Linked DNA regions of Mus musculus: regions 2 and 3 are each linked to region 1. A link is a contact called in public HiChIP or PLAC-seq and promoter capture Hi-C data. All regions are on one chromosome and are shown on one strand. The core of a region is the stretch at or near the end of the contact, and the rest is flanking DNA. Distances in the headings are between cores, read along the strand shown. Region 1 holds the start of Trim28 (tripartite motif-containing 28). Region 2 holds the start of Bicra (BRD4 interacting chromatin remodeling complex associated protein). Region 3 holds the start of Nop53 (NOP53 ribosome biogenesis factor).

Region 1 (2,637 bases), core at 45-2,544:
TGAGCCGTCTCACAGGCCTCCATCACCGCTCTTTCCCACCCCTTGCCGTGGTTCTGGTGTGGTGGGGATACAGCTTCGTACAGCCTAGGCAAGCAAGCGGTCTGCCACCCATTCAAATTCCCAGGCCCCATCACTTATTTACTTTGCCCTTGTGTCTCTGGTACCCTAAAGTCTGCTCCCGGGGTTGAGGTAGGCGTGGTTCACAGGCACCCTATCCTGGTGAGTCCAGTCCCAGCAGTCCGTGAAAATACTCCGCAAATATTTCTACGGGGAGCCCGCACTCCCCCCGCCCCCCAACCCCGTGCTTGCTTTGCCAGCTTCCAGATCATACCCTCCTTTCTTGAGGTAGGAAGTGAGAGTCCAGAGGCTGGGTCTGGTGGGGGCGTGGCCCGCCGAAGGGTGAGCGCTGAACTGCCGAGGAAGGAACAAAGGCTGGGGCGGGGCAAAGCCTTGGGCCCCCAGCCTGATTGGGAACAAAGGCCACACCCGGGACAGTGGCGGGATACTCCTCGTCTCTCCGCTGCCACGTGGGTGAACACCTGGTTCCGCGCGGAAGGGGTAGCCTCTTGCCGTTGAGAGCCTTGGAACTGCTTGCGGGCAACAACTCACTGTAGCCCAGATCCAGACTGGCGAACGGATTGCCAGTGCACTGCAAGGCTGCAGAGGCATCCACTCTCAGCACGGCAGTGTTTGGGAAGGGGGACAGGTTGCCTTTTCACATTGATCCTGCTTCTGAGATGAAACGCTTAGCCGCACTTGATCCTGCTATCCTCTACCTTAGATCAGATTCTTCAACCTAGGTCCAGCTCCTCAGTCAAGATTCCTCCCCAGGTCTTATTTCTCCCTCAGATAAGATTTATCAATCAGATCCAACTTTAATTCCTTAGCGTTAAATGTTCAGTTCTCCTAACACACACACAAAAAAAAAGAAAAAAGAAATCACACTAAAATCAGTATAGCAGAGGACTAACACAGAAGGGGCTTTCGAAGGACTGGGCAGAGTTTTACAGAATGGCTTCGCAGTATCTCTCTGTGATCTGCGGTTTGACTTGGACAACTTTCTGCTTCCCGAGTTTAACAATAAGAAAGTTTGGGTTAAGACCGCCTCCACGTTCGGCGGGAACTTCCTGGCAAAGACCCCCTCACCCCCTCCACCTGGGCTCCGGCGCTTTGCTCTGCCGTGGCCCCGCCCACCCTGTATTGTCCCGCCCCTCTTCCCCGACTATAGGCCAGGCTGCCGCTGCAGACGTCGCCACGCCTGCTGAGGAGGCGGGGCCTAAGGTTCGGCTCTGCAGGACCTGCGCGCTCAAGCACGCGGGTTGCCAGCCTGGGTGCACCGTGCGGTGGGCATGGGAGACGTCAAGCACGCACTCTGCGGGTGAATTCCTCACCAGCAGCATTGCTACTCTGGATCTAGAGGGGCGGCAGCGAGTGGAAGGGAGGGCCCTGGCGCGTGCGTAATCTGCGCCCCGCCCCCAGGCTGCGGTGCCCAACGCGCGTGCGCGGCGTCGTCGGCGCCAGATATTTCTGTCCCGCCTCCAGGCCGCGGCTCTTTCTGCGAGCGGCGCGCGGTCAGGCGGTTGTTCGCAAGTCTTGCGGCGCGAGTGTCTCAGAAGCGAGGGAGGAGGCGGCGCTGGTGGCGGCGCCGTCGTCTGTACAGAGGCCCGCAGCCAGCGGCTTGGCCGCATCTCGACAGCGCCTGGGGCGCGGCGGGCGTCGGCCCAGGAGACGCGTGGCGGCGCTCGGCCTCGCGGCATCGGCGGCTGCCTGGCCGTTGGCGGCGAGCGCACTTGCGCCTGCGCAGCGGGCTCCGTGCCCCTCCTCCCCTGGGCGGCCCCCCCACCCCCCCGGCGGCGTGTGAATGGCGGCCTCGGCGGCAGCGACTGCAGCGGCCTCGGCCGCGACGGCCGCCTCGGCGGCCTCTGGTAGCCCAGGGTCGGGCGAGGGCTCGGCGGGCGGTGAGAAGCGTCCGGCTGCTTCCTCAGCCGCGGCGGCCTCTGCAGCCGCGTCGTCCCCTGCGGGGGGCGGTGGCGAGGCGCAGGAGCTTCTGGAGCACTGCGGCGTGTGTCGCGAGCGCCTGCGGCCCGAGCGGGATCCTCGGCTGCTGCCCTGTCTACATTCGGCCTGCAGTGCCTGCCTGGGCCCCGCTACACCCGCCGCAGCGAATAATTCGGGGGATGGCGGCTCGGCGGGCGACGGCGCTAGTGAGTACTGGGTGGCCAGGTGCCCCTCCCCCTCCTCGCAGCCCGTGCTCGGGACTGCGCCTGTGCGAGAGTATGGGGGCCCGGGTAGGGTTAAGTAGGCCTGCTGGTTTAAGAGGGGGCGGGGAACGGGTCCTGGCCTCTGCCAATGCCCGTTACCAGGTCTGGACACCGAGGTGCAGAATGTGATGGGAGATGTCAAGAAATCAGAGGGTGTGCATGCATTCCCATTTTTATCTTGGCAGTGGTGGATTGTCCAGTGTGCAAACAGCAGTGCTACTCCAAAGACATCGTGGAGAATTATTTTATGCGTGATAGTGGCAGTAAGGCCTCTTCTGATTCCCAGGATGCTAACCAGGTATGTCCTGTGGGAAATCTTGGGGAAGAGGGAAGCGTGACCTTTTCCAGAGCCTCTCACCATCTTCACTAGTTTGGA
Region 2 (2,637 bases), core at 60-2,559, 3.0 Mb after region 1:
TCCTATGCACTTTAGAAATGCCCAGGCAAACAGATCCATTCATCTTTCCCTTCTTCCAGTGCATCAATCCACTGGCCTCATGTTGGTCTTTCCATTGCAATATCATGAACTGGATACAATGAGGACCACAGTTCCTGAGTTGTGGAAACTTATAGCTCAGGACAGAGAGAACTAACTCCTTTACCAACTGAACTATCTTCCTGGCCTTTCCTTTCTTTCTCATTATTGTGGATGCTGCAGGCCTCGTAGGTGCTCTGTAACTGTGCCACACCCCTAGCATCTCATAGCAAGATTCTAGGCAGGGGCTCCACCAGAGCCACGCCCCCAGCCCCTCACTGGAGGATTCTAGGCAGGGCTCTACCACTAAGCCACGCCCCCAGCCCCTCACTGGAGGATTCTAGGCAGGGCTCTACCACTGAGCCACGCCCCCAGCCCCTCACTGGAGGATTCTAGGCAGGGCTCTACCACTAAGCCACGCCCCCAGCCCCTCACTGGAGGATTCTAGGCAGGGCTCTACCACTAAGCCACGCCCCCAGCCCCTCACTGGAGGATTCTAGGCAGGGCTCTACCACTGAGCCACGCCCCCAGCCCCTCACTGGAGGATTCTAGGCAGGGCTCTACCACTGAGCCACGCCCCCAGCCCCTCACTGGAGGATTCTAGGCAGGGCTCTACCACTAAGCCACGCCCCCAGCCCCTCACTGGAGGATTCTAGGCAGGGCTCTACCACTAAGCCACGCCCCCAGCCCCTCACTGGAGGATTCTAGGCAGGGCTCTACCACTAAGCCACGCCCCCAGCCCCTCACTGGAGGATTCTAGGCAGGGCTCTACCACTAAGCCACGCCCCCAGCCCCTCACTGGAGGATTCTAGGCAGGGCTCTACCACTAAGCCACGCCCCCAGCCCCTCACTGGAGGATTCTAGGCAGGGCTCTACCACTAAGCCACGCCCCCAGCCCCTCACTGGAGGATTCTAGGCAGGGGCTCTACCACTGAGCTACACTCACATTGTCTCATTATAGAATATGAAAGAAAAGGTGAAGCTTGAGGGACACCCTTCCTACAGCTCTGTACATGGGGATGTAGGCTGGAGAGGAGGGACTGAAGGAGGCCGCTAAACCAGGTTCTGCAAGTCAGATGCCAGTGGGCCCCACAAGTACCCAGAGGAACAACTGCACCTCCAAGAGTGAACTGAGGGTCTTCCCTGGTTACCTGTGCTATGAACGAATCATGAAGGGAAGGGTGCGGTGGCCACTCCAGGTCTACACAGGGCCCCAGGCTGGGGACTTTGATAATGTCCTTTGTGGGGCCAGCTGTGGAAAGAAAGGAGAGAAGCTGTGAGTGAGGAAGGTTATCAGCTGGCAAAAGACATGCATGGAGGGACAGGGACGGGAGAGATGGAGGAAGGGAAGAGCCTGGAAGAGAGTGAGGACAGGAAAGAGCGGGAGGTCTGGAAAGACAAGGGAACACGTTTTTTTTATAATCTTGACACTGGGGAGGCTGAGGCAAGAGGATGGACAGTTGTAGGTAAACCTGGGCTACATAAGATTATGTTTTAAAACAACTTAAAAAGAAGTAAACAACCACTGCTGCTAAACTGGATTACAGCTAAGGACTATTGTTAACTAGTTTACTTACCACAAAGCACATCATGTAACTCAGGCTGGCCTGTGAACTTGAGTTCCTCTCACCTCAGCCCCCAATGCCAGGACTGTACTGTGTCCCACCAGAACAGGCCCCCGTTATTAAGTTTTTAAAGGGGTAACAAAAAGAGAGAGGAGGAAGAAAGATAGAAAACCACAAGTTTAAAGGCACACAAAGCAATCTTACATACTATTGGAAGAACAAGGTCTATGGTGTGCATACACATATGTAACACCACGGCACACACTGTACCAAATCACTTACTGATACTTCAGCTTAATATAAAATACCCAGTTCTGGTTCTGTATCATTATTCTTGGTTCTAGGGTATGAGCCCAGATAATTATGTTTGAATTAAGTGATTATTTTATCACTGAGCCACGCCCCCAGTCCCTCACATGGGGGAATTTCAGGCAGCTGCTTTTCCACTGCTGTAACACCACCAGCCTTCTAGAGGCTATCCTTTTTCTGGAAGTGGGGAGGAGGGCTAGGGGATAATGGACGGACATGCCCTCACTTTGTAGCCCTGGCTGACCTGGAATTCATAAAGGCCTGCCTCTGCTTCCAAAGGATGGAGATTAATGGTGTGTGCTACAACTTCTGGCCCTATGGCCAGTTATTATTTGAAACAGGTGTGTTGTATTAAGCAGCCACAATAGTCCCTGAAACATGCCATCTGTGTCCTGGGGGATAAAGGGTCAGGTTCCCGTAGGCCTGTGGGCACAACTGCTCCATCAACCACTCAATGCAGGGCCTTGGTTTCTGGCAAAGGTACCTTATCTCAGATATACTAGTGCCCCCTCACTGAGGTCACTAATGGCGCTCACCTCATACATCGACTCTCTCTGCCAGACACTCTATAGCCTCTATGGCTGACAAGTGTCCAGGGGACATTTCATATAAGGAACTCATCAGAAAATAAAATGTCTGGCCACACAGACAGGCCCACACCTGTGATCCCATCTCCTAGAATGCAGAGGCAGGAGGATGGTGAGTT
Region 3 (2,637 bases), core at 65-2,564, 2.9 Mb after region 1:
AACCAAACAAAAATGAACAACAGGTCACCTTTCTTAATCATCTCAAGCTTGTTTCAAAGCCATTCAAAGTAATTCTTTATACTAAAGACTGCCCCTTCTAGTCTCCAGTGGTAAAGCATACCTTTATTTCCAGCACTCAGGAGGCAGAGGCAAGCAGATCTAAGTTTGAGGCCAATATGGTATACATGGTAAGACTGTGGTGATGAACCACACCCAGCACTGACTCGGGGAGGCAGGGACAGGTGGATTTCTGAGTTCAAGGCCAGCCTGGTCTACAGAGTGAGTTCCAGGACAGCCAGGGATACACAGAGAAACCCTGTCTCGATCCCCCCTCCCCTCCAAACTTGTGATCAAGACTGTTTCCAAAATGAGAGAGAGAGAAAGAGAGAGAGAGTGTGTGTGTGTGCTTTGCTTTAAATTATGTCATCAATGCAGATCTCACGGGTGCAAGACTCAGAGAACCACCAGCACACAACTTCATAAGAGCACTCCTCACCTTTTCTCTTGAATCCTGTGTCCACGAAGAAGAGCTTTTCGTTTGGGGCCTCTGCCAACAAGCCACTGAAGGATAAAAATGCAGACTATTTGCCAAAGTAATGCTGGAAAGATAACAGACCCTTAGGGGTCTAACTTTTTGGGCCCATCCCAACTCTTCCTCAAACCATGGGCTACACCTGGAGCTTTCACACAGAATTTAAAATGTACCACGATGGGGTGAACGTACTTTATTCTCTTTCACTTGAAATTCAAACTCTGTAGCAAAAGGTTTTAATGCCAGCACTCCGGCGGCAGAGGAAACTTGAGTTCGGAGCCAGGCTTGTCTACATACCGAGTGCCAGGTCGTCCTACATAGTGAGGCCCTGTTTCAAATTTTAAAAAAAACTAGGGGAAAACTTAAACTTTGTTGGGATTTTCGCACGCTTATTTGTTAAAGATACTATTGATAGGTCTCCCACACCGAGCCGGGATGCCCGGTCCGTCTAGCACCAGGTCGCAAAGCGCACGGCCACGCCACCGGAAGTCCCGCCCCACGTACCCGGTCGTGCGCTCCTGTAGCCGGACGTCTTCCAGGAACTGGTCGACCTCTAACCCCAGCGGCTCCTCGGCGAGCCTCCTCCAGCCGCGCTTCTTGTTTCTGGGGCCCCGCCGCCGCCGCCTCAGAGCGGGATCCACCGAGGTCGGCCGCAGCCCCAGGAAGCCAGAGTCCGCCTGGCTTCTCGAGCCGCGCTTCTCACCGTCCCTGTTACCACCCGCAGCCATCTTCTTAAAGGAAGAGCTTAGTCGCTCTAACTCCGATATCCGGTTTGGAACGTGCGCGTCTCGAGTGACGTAATATGACGCACTTCCTGTTTGCGACCATCTTGATAAAGCGTAGTTTTTACATAGAGAGTTTTACGTCTTGGCAAAAGGATAAATCATCACGTTCAGTCTCTTCTTATTTTAAAAATGTTCGAGCCGGGCGTGGTGACGCACGCCTTTAATCCCAGCACTCGGGAGGCAGAGGCAGGTGGATTTCTGAGTTCGAGGCCAGCCTGGTCTACAGACTGAGTTCCAGGACAGCCAGGGCTACACAGAGAAACCCTGTCTTGAAAAAACAAAACAACAACAACAAAAGGCAGGGTTTCTTTGTGTAGCCTAGCTGTCTGTTAACTCACTCTGTAGACCAGGCTGACCTCGAATTCAGAGATTCGACCTGCAATTTCGGGTTGGTAGGGAGTAGGCTATGTGGATTCTTGGTTCTCACTCTGAGTAATTTACCTTACCCGGTATCATAAAATTTTACTCAAACCATTTTGTTAGTTATACAAGTTTTTTGTTTGCTTGCTTGCTTGCTTGCTTTCTTGGTTTGGTTTTTCGGGAGAGGGTTTCTCTGTATAACCCTGGCTGTCCTGGAACTCACTCTGTAGACCAGTTTCATACGTGCCTTGCCATTTTTGCTTCCCTTTGCCTTCTCACTCCTACTGAACTACCCTTCTTTCCCCCAAATGCCCTCCTCCCTTGTGTCTTTGTAGTTTTGTGACGTACTGGATTTACTAGGATTTTTTGTACCAGCAATGAGTGAAGAGTTAGTTACTAGATCAGAGGCAACTGACCAGTGTGTATGCCATTGAAGGACACCCCTCCTTCCCAAATAGTAACTGCCAAGGGACGGAGTCCAGTCAAATTTTCTTTAACTCTTTTTATTAAAGAAGATGCTGGGTGTGGGGCTGCCAAGATACCTCAGTAGAGAAAGGCTGTTGCTGCCAAGCCTCAGATTAATCCTCATAACCCATATGTTGGAAAAAGCCAATACCTGCAAGCTGTTTGTTCTTGACCTTCACAAGGTATGCTGTGGTGGCATATATGCTTACACGCCGTTATGAAATATAATGTGGCAAGGGAGTATTTTTGGAGGGCCTGGCCAAGGTGTACCCCTGAGAAGTTACACCATAAAACAGACCTAGTGTAAAGGTTTATTGGGGGGAACGCAAGAGTACTGTGGGACTTGGTGAAGGGACAGAGGCAGACAAGTGGACAGATAGACAGGCAGACAGATGGGGGGCAGAATCATGAGGGCAGAGAGAGGGGACAGAGAAGGAGAGGGAACATTGGTGGTGGAGATCAGAGAGAGAGAGCTGGGGTGGCAGGTGGGTCCTT

Evidence for each region. Promoter capture Hi-C pulls out the DNA fragments that hold promoters and counts their contacts. HiChIP or PLAC-seq counts read pairs in DNA pulled down with a chosen protein or histone mark.
Region 2: a promoter capture Hi-C map of embryonic stem cells shows a contact between it and region 1, with 7 times the contacts expected there. The contact joins the promoter of Bicra here to the promoter of Trim28 in region 1. A contact is called at or near these places in 3 of 39 promoter capture datasets (the HPC-7 cell line and embryonic stem cells), 2 of 115 datasets of contacts at active chromatin or transcription factors (epiblast stem cells and large pre-B cells) and 2 of 9 other capture datasets (adipose tissue and liver).
Region 3: an H3K27ac HiChIP or PLAC-seq map of embryonic stem cells shows a contact between it and region 1, with 10 times the contacts expected there. The contact joins the promoter of Nop53 here to the promoter of Trim28 in region 1. A contact is called at or near these places in 11 of 39 promoter capture datasets (the C10 cell line, the HPC-7 cell line, cranial neural crest and 6 more), 6 of 484 Hi-C or Micro-C datasets (B cells, the Ba/F3 cell line, CD8 T cells and 1 more), 13 of 115 datasets of contacts at active chromatin or transcription factors (astrocytes, embryonic forebrain, embryonic hindbrain and 6 more) and 3 of 9 other capture datasets (adipose tissue, embryonic stem cells and liver).

Annotation. Positions count from the first base shown.
Region 1 is chr7:13,022,858-13,025,494 of GRCm38.p6, forward strand. It overlaps Trim28 (tripartite motif-containing 28), which reads left to right and starts at 1,295. Exons shown (of 17, transcript NM_011588.3): 1 at 1,295-2,204; 2 at 2,447-2,559. The coding sequence starts at 1,862. Gm31649 reads right to left here and starts at 1,732. Exons shown (of 1, transcript XM_006540453.4): 1 at 851-1,732. The coding sequence starts at 1,688. The coding sequence ends at 1,143.
Region 2 is chr7:15,998,186-16,000,822 of GRCm38.p6, forward strand. It overlaps Bicra (BRD4 interacting chromatin remodeling complex associated protein), which reads right to left and starts at 1,310. Exons shown (of 14, transcript NM_001081418.1): 1 at 1,209-1,310.
Region 3 is chr7:15,944,794-15,947,430 of GRCm38.p6, forward strand. It overlaps Nop53 (NOP53 ribosome biogenesis factor), which reads right to left and starts at 1,315. Exons shown (of 13, transcript NM_133831.3): 1 at 1,037-1,315; 2 at 497-561. The coding sequence starts at 1,260. It overlaps Gm24576 (a long non-coding RNA gene), which reads left to right and starts at 1,300. Exons shown (of 2, transcript XR_391165.4): 1 at 1,300-1,507; 2 at 1,668-2,637. It also overlaps a transcript of Ehd2 not described here.